2 separate regions of the Hordeum vulgare genome follow, and region 2 is linked to region 1. Evidence: chromatin contacts called from public Hi-C data. All regions are on one chromosome and are shown on one strand. The core of a region is the stretch at or near the end of the contact, and the rest is flanking DNA. Distances in the headings are between cores, read along the strand shown. Region 1 holds the start of LOC123425131 (H/ACA ribonucleoprotein complex subunit 4-like). Region 2 holds the start of LOC123425134 (hydrophobic protein LTI6A).

Region 1 (6,515 bases), core at 2,288-4,787:
CCTTGTATTTCTCTTCGAGTTGTGGGTTTTGTTTGGCCAGCTTGATCTATGATTCTTGCAATGGGAGAAGTGCTTGGTTTTGGGTTCACACTGTGCGGTGACCTCACCCAGTGACAGAAGGGGTAGCGAGGCACGTATCGTGTTGTTTCCATCAAGGGTAAAAAGATGGGGTTTTCATCATTGGTTTGAGATTATCCCTCTACATCATGTCATCTTGCTTAAGGCGTTACTCTGTTCGTCATGAACTCAATACACTAGATGCATGCTGGATAGCGGTCGATGTGTGGAGTAATAGTAGTAGATGCAGAAAGTATCGGTCTACTTGTCTCGGACGTGATGCCTATATGTATGATCATTGCCTTAGATATCGTCATGACTTTGCGCGGTTCTATCAATTGCTCGACAGTAATTTGTTCACCCACCGTAATATTTGCTATTTTGAGAGAAGCCTCTAGTGAACACTATGGCCCCCGGGTCTACTCCACACTATATTTCCAGCCTTACACTTTTACTTTGTTGCACTTTCCGCCTTCAGATCTCACTTTGCAATCAATCTTGAAGGGATTGACAACCCCTTTATAGTGTTGGGTGCAAGCTCTTTGTGTTTGTGCAGGTACTCTGGACTTGACGAGATTCTCCTACTGGATTGATACCTTGGTTCTCAAACTAAGGGAAATACTTACCGCTCCTGTGCTGGATCGCCCTTTCCTCTTCAAGGGAAAAACCAACGCAAGCTCAAGGGGCGACAGAAAGGTTTCTGTCGCTGTAGCAAAGACTCAAGCTGCTCCCATGTACTGCGCGCCGGCACCTCATGGAGATTCATTTGGGAACTGTCACCTAGTCAAGGGGCGTCGTCATTCTCCATCTTTAACTGTTTTCTGACATCCCGCTTTCAATGGGCGAATGACTCCTTTGGCATGTTGAGGGATTGATGCTTTCGGTGCTCTCGAGAGGTCACCATGCCCACTCTTGCAGGGACCAATTTGGTGCAAGAACTGCCTTCGATTTGGTCACATTACTTTCTTTTGCTGTGCAAAGCACCCAAAGACCAGACTACGCCGCTAAGTCATGCTGCTCCATATACAGCCTTCACCAATGTCTGCTCCTGTCAATGATGCTACCCGAGCAGATGTACTGCAACAGTTGGTCCTCATGGAGCATACTAAGCTGCTCCACACTAAGTTGCAAGACTACTTGACGCGAGTTGGGAGTGTTTTCGCAAGTGAAGAGGCCGCTCTCCCCAAGCCCCAGGTTGTGCCCATTATGTCCATGCTGCCCGAGATCCATGTTGGTTGTGCCGATGGGGAAGTAGACTTGTTTGGAGAGCCCTCCCCTCGCGCTACATCCTTCCCATCGTTGATGTGTGTCATGCCGATTGCTTTTGAAAGTGAAGATGTTGTCGAGGTCGTGGCTCCAGTGTTGTAGATTATGTCTGAGCTACATAAGCTTTATGGGGAGCCTATTGCACGTATTTCGGTGGTGCTTCCTATAGAGATGGAGTCGCTTGGAGGAGCCTTAGCGATACCTACCTCGATCTCTTCATTGACGGTGGAGGCCAGTCAACCGCTCGCCTTTGTGGACTGTGGAGATTTGGATGTTCCTAGCGCTCTCTCATGTGTGGCTGTTGGCCAGGTGGAGTCTATGCAGGCTGGGGTTGATGAGGTAGGTGCTTTGGCACCTAATTTTGAGGCGCTAAAAGCCATTCGGTCGCCCATCTTTGACCATGATGGTATGTTGGCACCTATTGATGAGGCGGTCTTCATGAAAAAGCTTGGCGGCTTGCTCGTTTGCTTGGAGGTAGCTAGTCTTCGGGCTGGCTAGGCGATTGCTTGTCTCCTAGCGGAGGAGGCTTCTACGTGCAAAATCAAGAAGGTGAAGAAGGTTCTTAGAAGCATAGGCAAGAAGAGTGCCGCTATTGGTAAGGTGTTCTCAGTTGCTTAATGAAAGATAATTAGTCTCTTCGACCATCATTTTTGATTGACTCGTCTTTATGGATTTGGTGGTGTGCATTGTCTTCAACCTTGGTTTTGTTGGGGGTTTCTTTGCAACGTGAAGTGCGAGGGACTGTGGTTGTTACGTCTTATGTATCTTTGTCGGGTTGATAGTGGGGTCATGGAGTTTCTTTATTAGCGAGTAGTCTGTATGTGGTCTCTGTATTGATTTTTGGTCGATTTTTCGTTAATTAACCAAAGAATTCTCTTCTTCTTAATTAATTGATGAGGCAAATCTTTTGCATCCGTTAAAAAAGTGCGAGACGATAGCGGGTCACCTCCCACGCTCTTAGAGCATCTCCAGCAGACCCCGTATAACTCGTGAAACTGTAAAATAACCGTCAGTTTTCAGTTTTAGGCGGAAAAAGCGACCCGAATAGAACCCGTAAACGACTCCGACCTGTAATTTGTTTTGAGGGGTACGGTAAAAAGCATCTCCCGATCTGCAAAAACACAGTTTTTGCGTCCGCTTCTATGGTGCACTATGTCGAGAGAAAGTAGTTGGTGGGAGCCTAAATGCCATGGAAACTTCCACGTCCGTCGTCCACGTCCGCCGTGCGCCGCCCCGGACGTCGCCCCGCCCGTCCCCGGCCATCGCCCCGTTCGTCACCGACCGTCGCACGTCCACCCCGCCTATCCTTGCAACTTCCTGTGCCTGCTGCTGGTGCTGAATTGTGCATCGGCGTCGCTGGGCTCCGACGTGCAGAATTTGACCCGCAGAGGCGCTCCCCCACCCCGCAGCGGCTGAAGGAGACGCTCTCGTAGGGCAGTGACATGGAGCAGCTCCGCCGCAGTAAGATGACGAAGTCAACCTCGCCGGCGCACGAAGAGTCCCCGGACTCGGAGCTCGACTCGGCGCTGGACGCGGGTGCAGAGCAACATGACAGGTCGAGGTCGAAGAAGGGGTCGTCGTCCTCGCTGTAGCCGCCAGCGCCCCACGACTTTCGATGTGGCGACGACGGCGGCAGGGACCTCCGGATCCACGGCCCGCTGCCGGTGAGGGATGGCTTGGGCGGCTTGTGATGGTGATGCTGCTGCGGCTGCTGCATCCTCCCACTCCTCTGTGCTAGCAAGCAAGCAAGCAAAGCTCCCTGCTCCTCCTCCTCCTCCCCGCGTTCTCACCGCCGCATGCTCTGCCCCGGCGCTCTCGCCACCGCCCCTCTCGGCCCCATGCGCGCGCGCTCCGCAAGCCGAGATGGACGCGTGACCAATTGGGGAGAACGCCCGACAGCGTGCTCCGGGAGGTCGACACGGCCGGCAAGCTCCGGCGGATGCATAGCGTGTACGACTGGACAACGTGCGCGGGTGGACGCGGACGAAGAGCATCTTGTGCGAATGTTTTTTTTAGGGTCCGTTTTATAGGATCTAACTCTGCCTTGATTTGTGTCGGTCCACAAAACCATTTTTCACAAACTTCAAACGCGTTTTATTTATATAAAGGGTGTGATAGAGATACTCTTAGCCACGGTTGTGGGGCACTATCGACGAAGGGGAGCTACTCGGTTAGAGATAATCCATGCTTCTGGTTTGGTGACTTCTAACCGGGTGGCCCAACGACAAAGCCCATCGCTCCAGCCCACGCACCCCGGTAAACCCTTACCCTTAAAACCCCCTTCTTCCTCTCGCCGCGACGGCGCCACTCCCGTTCCCCGCAAAAACCCTAATCCCTAGCCCCCCACCCCCCCAGCCGCCGCCATGTCCTCCACGCCGCCGGTCGTCGCGTCCCCCGCCTCGGAGCACACCAAATCCAAGAAAAAGAAGAGCAAATCCAAGGATGCCTCCTCCGACCCCGCCGCCGATACCACGTCGCTGGCAGACGCGGAGGCAAAGACCGATGGGTACATGATCAAGCCCCAGGCCCTGGTCCCGTCCCTCGACACCTCCACCTGGCCGCTCCTTCTCAAGAACTACGACCGCCTCAACGTCCGCACCGGCCACTACACCCCGCTCCCCTCCGGCCACTCGCCGCTCAAGCGACCCCTCGCCGAGTACCTTCGCTATGGCGTCATCAACCTCGACAAGCCATCCAACCCTTCCTCCCACGAGGTGGTGGCGTGGATCAAGCGCCTCCTCCGCGTTGAGAAGACCGGCCACAGCGGCACGCTCGACCCCAAGGTCACCGGCAACCTCATCGTCTGCGTCGACCGCGCAACACGCCTCGTCAAGTCGCAGCAGGGCGCAGGTAAGGAGTATGTGTGCATCGCCCGCTTCCACGCCGCCGTCCCAGACACGGCCCGGGTCGCCCGCGCGCTCGAGTCCCTTACCGGCGCCGTGTTCCAGCGCCCGCCGCTTATCTCGGCTGTCAAGCGCCAGCTCAGGGTGCGGACCATTTATGAGAGCAAGCTGCTGGAGCATGACGCCGAGCGCCACCTTGCCGTTTTTTGGATCTCTTGCGAGGCCGGAACCTATGTCCGGACGCTCTGTGTGCACCTTGGGCTGCTCCTGGGTGTCGGTGCGCATATGCAGGAGCTGCGCCGTGTCCGGTCAGGTATCCTGGGGGAGCAGGACAACATGGTCACCATGCACGATGTGATGGATGCGATGTGGGCGCTTGACAACCACAAGGATGAGTCTTACATAAGGCGTGTGGTGATGCCGCTTGAGGTAATTCTTACTAGCTACAAGAGGCTTGTTGTGAAGGACTCTGCTGTTAATGCTATCTGCTATGGTGCCAAGCTTATGATTCCTGGGTTGCTCCGGTTTGAGAATGACATTGATGTTGGGGAAGAGGTTGTTCTCATGACTACAAAGGGGGAGGCGATTGCCATCGGTATCGCTGAGATGCCCACTGCTGTTATGGCGACTTGTGACCATGGTGCTGTGGCGAAGATCAAGAGGGTGGTGATGGACAGGGACACATACCCAAGGAAGTGGGGACTTGGTCCGGTGGCACTCAAGAAGAAGAAGATGATTGCTGAGGGCCTCCTTGATAAGCATGGGAAGCCAACTGACAAGACGCCAGCTGAGTGGCTTCGAAATGTGGTGCTTCCTACTGGTGGTGATGCGATGATTGCTAGCCTTGCAGCTGCCCCTGAGCCTGAGAAGGTGAAGGTGGAACAACAGGATGTCGTGCCAAGTGAGGAGGTCAAGGAGAAGAAAAAGAGGAAGAATGATGAGGATGATGTGACTGCTTCTACACCTGCAAAGAAGATGAAGGTGGAGGAGGTCACTGAGGGAGTGGACGGGGATAAGAGTGAGAAGAAGAAGAAAAAAAAGAAAGACAAGGGAGAACCAGGATCAGTTGTTTCAGAGGCAGTGAAGGAGGAGAAGAGCAGCCTGTCTGACGAGGAGAATGGTGCCAGTGAGAAGAAAAAGAAGAAGAAGAACAAGGAAGGCAGGGATGATGTCGCTCAAGAGAGTGCGGAAGTTGAGAAGAGCGAGAAGAAAAAGGACAAGAAAAAGAAGAGCAAGGAAGGCGGTGATGATGTCGCTACAGAGAATGAAGTTGAGAAGAGTGAGAAGAAAAAGGAGAAGAAAAAGAAGAAGAAAGATGCTGAGGAGGCGGCACAATAGGTAGAGCTAGTAGTTCACATTGTCTGGTCATGTTATTTGGTTGCAGTTATGTGGGAGTTTGAACTACCTGTTTTATTTGCTCTGAACCCCTTGCAACCGGCTATGGTTTGATAGGTAGGCCTGATGTACTATCTTTAGGTTGCTGCCATTCAACTGAAATGCTATGGTAATTAGAGAGATTTTCCTTTAAATTTGAACAATCAGTCATGTATCGCTGTATCTGTTATCAGTTTTGCAGTGAATTTTGCTCTCATCTCATCTTAGTAGTACACTGTACTGGAATTGCTGGCTTGCTAATCTCATCAGTTCTGCTGTTTTGATGATATTAAGCTGAAGTAGAGTTTACCAATCCTAATATTTCCGGTTATGAGAACTTGGTTTGCTATGCTGATATATACTGTACATTCTTGCAACCACCAAGAAATCTATGATCATTCTGTGCACCTGAGTCCGCAATTCTGTTCCATATTGTAGTATTGAATTTGCCAGTTTCACTTCTTTGATAGAACCAGAAGATATATGTTTGTTTCCAGCATGGTTATTCAAATATTGAACTTCCTGCGTAACATAAATGATATATGCATGGTGCATAGCCACTAGTTCATCAGATTCTATAAGGTTTGTTTGGTTGCAATTCTGTGGGAACCCCTTGCAACCATGTATCGCTTCGAAAGCCTAACCTACTATCTTTAGGTTGCTGCCACTCTACTGAAATGTGACGATTCTCAAATTTTGGCAACGAGGATATATACTATTAACAGTAAATGTAGTGGATTTTCGCTCCCATCTCATCTTAGTAGTCCACTCCACTGTACTGAAGCTTCTGGCTTGCCAATCTTAAAATTGCTATTTTGCAACCTGAAGTAGAAAAATTCTAGTCATAATATTTCCACCACATTAATGTGCGAACTAGTTTTCTGCTGATACACAATGCAGGAGTCCCAGGCCTGCATTTCTGTGTCTGTTATTTGTTAATGCATTTTTTGTACTATTCTGAAATTTCTGTCTTTG
Region 2 (6,515 bases), core at 1,254-3,753, 260 kb before region 1:
GTACGAGAACTATGTAGACATGACCGAGACACTCTTCGGTCAATATCCAATAGCGGGACCTAGATACCTATATTGGATCCTACATATTCTACGAAGATCTTATCGGCTGAACCTCTATGTCAAGGATTCATTTAATCACGTATATCATTCCCTTTGTCCTTCGGTATGTTACTTGCCCAAGATTCGATCGTTGGTATCCTCATACCTATTTCAATCCCGTTACCGGCAAGTCTCTTTACTCGTTTCGTAATACAATATACTGTGGCTAACTCTTTAGTCACATTGCTTGCAAGGCTTTGTTTGTGATGTTGTATTACCGAGTGGGCCCTGAGATACCTCTCCGTCATATGGAGTGACAAATCCTAGTCTTGATCCATGCTAACTAAACGGACACCTTCGGAGATACCTGCAGAGCACCTTTATAGTCACCCAGAAACATTGCGACGTTTGATACACACAAGGCATTCTTCCGGTGTCAGTGAGTTACATGATCTCATGGTCATAAGAATCTATACTTGACATGCAGAAAACAGTAGCAACAAAATAACACGATCACATGCTACGTTTATAGTTTGGGTCTTGTCCATCACATCATTCTCCTAATGATGTGATCCCGTCATTAAGTGACAACACTTGTCTATGGCTAGGAAACCTTAACCATCTTTGATCAACGAGCTAGTCAGCTAGAGGCTTACTAGGGACATTATTTTGTCTATGTATCCACACATGTATTTATGTTTCCATTCAATACAATTATAGCATGGATAATAAACGATTATCTTGAAACAGAAAATATAATAACAACTATTTTATTATTGCCTCTAGGGTATATTTTCAACATGTTGATGATCTCCTCACTGATGACTAGGCGTGCCATCGATCCTTCTGGCGATCCAATCAGTGGAACTCTCATGAAAGCACCAATGTCGGTGTCAAAGCCGGCAGATCTCGGGTAGGGGGTCCCGAACTGTGGACCTTAGATCGGTCGATTGTAGGAAAGAGGGGGATACAGTGTTTACCCAGGTTCGGGCCCTCTTGAGGAGGTAAAACCATACGTCCTGCTTGATTATATTGATGTGGATGATGATTACAGAGTCTACCTCGAGATCGTGTATACTAAACCGTAGGTGAATCAACCTGTCTACACGGACGAGGACCTCCGGTTTATATAATCACCAGGGAATTAGGGTTACACACAATCGACCTAGTCTATTTTACTTGGACGTCATGCCGGTCTTCGGTGTTCTCCTCACTGAGTACGAGATGACCGCACAACCTGACCTCCCATAGGTACATCACATCAGGACGACCTCTTCATGGTAAGCTGACTACTTGAGGACCCCTTAATCCCGGACTCCCTCAGACGGGAACTGGCTCTCAGATAGCACGAGGGCCTGCCTAATCTCTTGTGTTTGTGTGGTCATGTCCTACAAACGTAAACGTCATGAACTACCAAATCCATCAAAGCATACCACACATCAACACAGCAGAACACAACACTAATCTTGGACACATATGAATGATATTGTTCAACACTTGCACACTACCAGCAAACCATCCATGACCACTAGCTACCAACACTTTCCCACATGGAAATAACCCCCAGCATGCTCCAAATCCATCACAGCTAGCTACTACAACATCATGGTCAAACAGGTCGGACGACTTAACCCTACCACATGGAAAGATCTAGCTAGAACTAGTAGAGAGGAGGTAATGATTGAACTTACAGACGCCATCGGAACGACCGGGGAGGAGGCGCCTCGCACGTCGAAGAGGAGGAGGAGGACCCACCGCCGCAATCAACCGGTCGCCGGAGTTGTTGCGCCGCTTACCTCGTCGTCGAACTGGATCCGCACGGAAGGAAAGCTCGAGATGGGGGAAATGGTGGCGGGAGTTTTGCCGCCGCGGTCACCGTCGATATATAGGGTGACCGAATCGGCGGGCGATGACTCGAATTCGTCTCGCCACTTTTTCGAAGATGCGCCATCGCTCCCGCCATCTCCCTTCCCTACGCGGCGCGGCACGACGTTCCCCTCCCCTGCATCGCTCGAGCTTGGCTCGCAAAAAACGTTCGATTCGGCCGTTCCCATCGGGCCTGGCTGAGAGGTGCTTTGAGGTTTGTATTATGCGGGCCAAACAGTGAATGCATATTACCAAACAGCCTATTTTCATTCTATACGGGTCTTTTGAATGTAATGCACGCAACCAAACGCGTCCTTTGTTTTGACAGTCAAATTTGGGGCTGAGATAGTACAGCAGATAGCACCCGGAGTCGAGATAACCTTCAACGTCCCTTCAAAAATAAAAGAATAAGGATAACCTTCAACGTTCTTTCTTTTTGAACTTGATAACCTTTTGCCCGCAAAAGAAAAAAAAATGATAGCCTTCAACGTCAAAAGTTGAAAGGCGCGTCCACGCGAGAGAAGCGGGCACGGAACCGGGCGGACGGGTCGCCGCCAGCCGTTGGAGCCGAACCAACAGGCAACAGCGAAGCGAAGCGCGCGCACGAGGACCGGCCGGCCGCAGCATCCGATTCTTCCCACGTCCGATCCAACCCCCCTGTCTGGCGCTCGTGGGAGCATGAGCATCATCACCGCCGCACGAGCCGGGCACGTAACGTAACCTCGCCAACCGGCGCCCTCGCCCCGCGTGGTGCCTCGCCGTCTCTCTTTATAATCAGCAGGGGCGTCGCACCACCGCATCATCACTCTACTACTCCACCTCTAGCCGTCTCGCTCTCCTAGTTTCTTCCATCAACCTCCTCTCCTCTCCTCTCCTCTCGCCTCGGGTTCTCCCTTCGACTGCTTCGAGACAAGGAAGGAAGATGGCGGACGAGGGGACGGCCAACTGCATCGACATCATCCTCGCCATCATCCTGCCGCCGCTCGGCGTCTTCTTCAAGTTCGCCTGCGGGGTGAGCGCCCGATCCCTGTCCCGGGCTGCCATCTCATGACGGACGGACTATGCATGCACTGGGCTGTGGCTAATTGGATGCTCGTGCTTTGCAGATCGAGTTCTGGATCTGCCTGCTGCTCACCTTCTTCGGCTACCTCCCCGGCATCATCTACGCCGTCTGGGTCATCACCAAGTAGCCGCCCCTGCCTGCCTGCTTGTCTCTAGGTATGCATGCACCTCGGGGGAACTTGTCATTTCCCCCGGTTTTTCTCTCTTCAGTGGAGTCCTCCGTAGAATTTACAAAAGCAATTTTTATCTACTGTAAATAAAAAAAACCTAACAAACAAACATAGGGCGCCGTATTAACAGCACAACAAAAGGATGCATCTTCTTCCAAGCAAAAAAGGATTTCGCAAATCCAAAAAGAGAAGCGCCCTGCAGCCCGCCGTTGCTTCCATCTTTTTGTTTCGAAAGAAAACAGAGGAACCATCCTTATTTGGTTCAGAGAACTGCGATGGAAATTCCCGGACTGATCTCTGCTTGTTGTTTGTGCCAGGTGATCCATGGCCAACTTGTTCCGTTTGTCCGAGACGCGAGCCAGGTGATCCATGGTGCTGCGTACGCGTTGTGTGTTCATGCTGTTGTACATCTGTTTGTTGTTCTTGCTTGATGATTAGACTCCTCTCCTCCTGTCGCCTTCCCCAGTGTATCCATGCATCCAGTTGTTCCTCTGTCCATTTTCGTCGTCCATGTACTTTGATGAATTAATTAATTAATCAATTGATTGGTGGAGAAATTTTCCGATTGTTCTCGAGCGTTCCTTGCGCAGATTTTTTAATTTTTTTTTGCATCGCCCCCGATTGGTTGGTATGTTGGCGAGTTTCTCGTGCTGCAGCGTTGGATTGGATAAGTTTCAGGTTCAAACGGATGTGACGGATCGGAGGAAATCACGGAGCGGGGGGGTCAGTGAGCGTCCGTCACGTTTCGCACTGGGAGTGGCTGGCTGCACTGCGGTCTCTCTCTTTCTCTTTATTTTTCTAGTATAAGTCAAAGGTCCTATTTTTTATTGTTTCATTTTCTTCCGGTATAACTTTCAAAATAAAAAATAAAAAACTCCCGATGCCGTTTCCAAGAGGCAACGATGACAAGTGCCAGAGTCACGAGCGCCGGGTCATCGCACAAGGCCGCACAGCTCACCGTGGCGCCTAGTGCCAGACTGCCAGTGTCCCCGATGTGATGTACGCACGGCAGGGAAAACGTGGGGAAAATATACTGTATGACTCAGGGGCCGTTTGGTTTGGGGCTCAAATTGCCACGCTGTGGCTTGCCATAATGTGTGGCAAAATCAAACTGTTTGGTTGGTAGCCATGTCTTAGGTTAGGTGTGGCAGATTTTATGTGGTGTGCGTTTGGATGTCTTTCACAAATGTTTGGCAAAAAGTTATGGTTTGTGTTTGGACTCATGCCACATGTGTTTATAAGAGTGGTGCGATTGTTTGGCATTTGTCTTACAACTCAATCATATTGCAACATGCTCCCATAAATGCAATTCATAGTCAAGATAGAAAATAAGATAGATACATCCAAGTTCCAGCCATCATTATAAAATCTAATAATAGTCATAACAATATCACTAGTTCCAACCTAGTTACATTAGAGTGTTTCACTACACATCAAAAGATCTACTCCCTCCGTCCGAAAATACTTGTCCTAGAAATGGATATAATAGATGTATCTATAACTAAAATAAGTCTAGATACATTCATCTCTAAGGCAAGTATTTTCGGACGGAGGGAGTACTTCCCAAAAGACACAAGTTCAACTCTCAAAGACAGCAAGCTGACAGATCAACATGTTATCTTCTCCTAAATATCAAAAGTTGCCATCTTCTAAACTTCACAAGTAGCCAACTTCTAGACATCACAACTTAGCAACTAGAGAACTTCATAGGTTGCTATCTTCTAACATGATCTTCGTCGGCAAAGAACTTCCAAACCCAAGTTTCAAAAGTTTTGTCACTTGCACTGCATAACCAACCATGCAAACCTTCATTGTCCTTGCAAGATTGGTGCATACCAAGAGCAATTCTTTGATCTGTGGTAATTGGGAGTTCCTCCAATTCCTTTCATAAAGTAGCATAAGGATTAGTGTACGAGCGCCACACGCTAGCCTGATCTAGTTTCAACTTAAAACGTCTAGGAAGGAATCATGAGCTAAATTCATAACCGTAAATATTGTATCTGCCCAGTGCCCACACCTTCATCTCACCAAGACGTGGTTCTAGATGAATGTAAAAAAATATGGTTCTAGATGCACGCTCGACACCACGCGTCACGAGTATTTACATTCTTGGTGAAAGGAACACGGAGTATACTTTCTCTAACTTACAACGGGTGTTAAGGCATCTTCAATAACGACCCTTAAATAATATATATGCGTTTACATTGTGGAAAATCATTCAATGTGTAACTGTATCGATCCGTTCGACGAACATATTTTTTAGTGGAGACAGAGTGAGAGGAGGGGTGTTACGAAAGTCCGGACAATATCCACGTTGGACTCCGACACCTTAGGCCCACTAAATCTGCCCTACCCACCCATTTTCTTTCACTCCTCACTTCTCTTCTTTGCTTTGCATCCACATCCTCCACCTCCGCCATCGCTGATGTGTCTCTCCGGCCGTCACACAGGCATTGTTACACGTTCCCAACGAGCATCGACGTGCCCGCTCGCCTTTTACAACAATGATGTCCACCCTGAAGCCGTTTGTGCCCGGGTACACTCCGCCACCCTGTCGGCGATCTCCATGGCGGCCGCCACGCCCGACGGTTATTCGATCAAATGCCATCGAGCTTATTTTCAGACGTCATGTCATGTCATTTTCTTAGACTAAGAAGGATGGCGGGGTAGTTGACCATGGAGGATGAGTTGTTATGCGATGTGTGATTGGTCGTATCCACGGTTTCGTAGGGAGGAACACAGAGGGGACCTTCTGGCACCAAGTTCATGAATCATTTCACGAATGAAAGCACATTGTGACATCATCCGTGATCGCAATGTGAGGTCGTTATCGTATCGATGATACGTCATCCAGAACAACGTCACCAAGTTTTATCACGTAGTTGGTGAGTTGAAGGCAAGGTGGTCATTACACGTGGATATGGATACAAAGCAAAATTGCGGGTCAGTGTTGAAGATGCCCTTAGGCAACTCTAACACGGTTCATCAAATCGGCCATAAATATTTGGACTGCTTTATCCAGACCATGTTAGCCGCCCTTGCCGACATCACCGACGGTCATCAAGTGCCACTCAGTGTTGGCCTCAAGTGGGACTACACCTTCAGAGAGCCAAAGTCATAGTTGTTCATGCTTGTCTGGTCCCGAATGTCGGTTGTGTCTCCCTTGCCCTTTGGTGCATGGTCTCTATTTGTCAGAGTGTCTCAACCTGGTGCAACGATGGATGGGGAGGCACGGATGAACATCATGCATGACAACGCCGGCTACGAGGATGACAAGTGGACGATTCACAGCCGGATCCAAACATTCAACAGACGCACACTCCGATGTCAGACACCTAGCCATCCAGAGGACGACAAGTGGTTGATGAGTGGTTGACC

What was found. A called contact is a pair of places that touch in the nucleus more often than the background predicts.
Region 2: a Hi-C map of seedling shows a contact between it and region 1, with 3 times the contacts expected there. The contact joins the promoter of LOC123425134 here to the promoter of LOC123425131 in region 1. A contact is called at or near these places in 1 of 6 Hi-C or Micro-C datasets (seedling) and 1 of 1 datasets of contacts at active chromatin or transcription factors (embryo).

The regions. Positions count from the first base shown.
Region 1 is chr2H:76,146,404-76,152,918 of MorexV3_pseudomolecules_assembly, reverse strand. LOC123425131 (H/ACA ribonucleoprotein complex subunit 4-like) reads left to right here and starts at 3,537. Exons shown (of 1, transcript XM_045108805.1): 1 at 3,537-5,760. The coding sequence starts at 3,687. The coding sequence ends at 5,504.
Region 2 is chr2H:76,403,832-76,410,346 of MorexV3_pseudomolecules_assembly, reverse strand. LOC123425134 (hydrophobic protein LTI6A) reads left to right here and starts at 2,503. Exons shown (of 3, transcript XM_045108808.1): 1 at 2,503-2,917; 2 at 3,012-3,123; 3 at 3,455-3,704. The coding sequence starts at 2,828. The coding sequence ends at 3,095.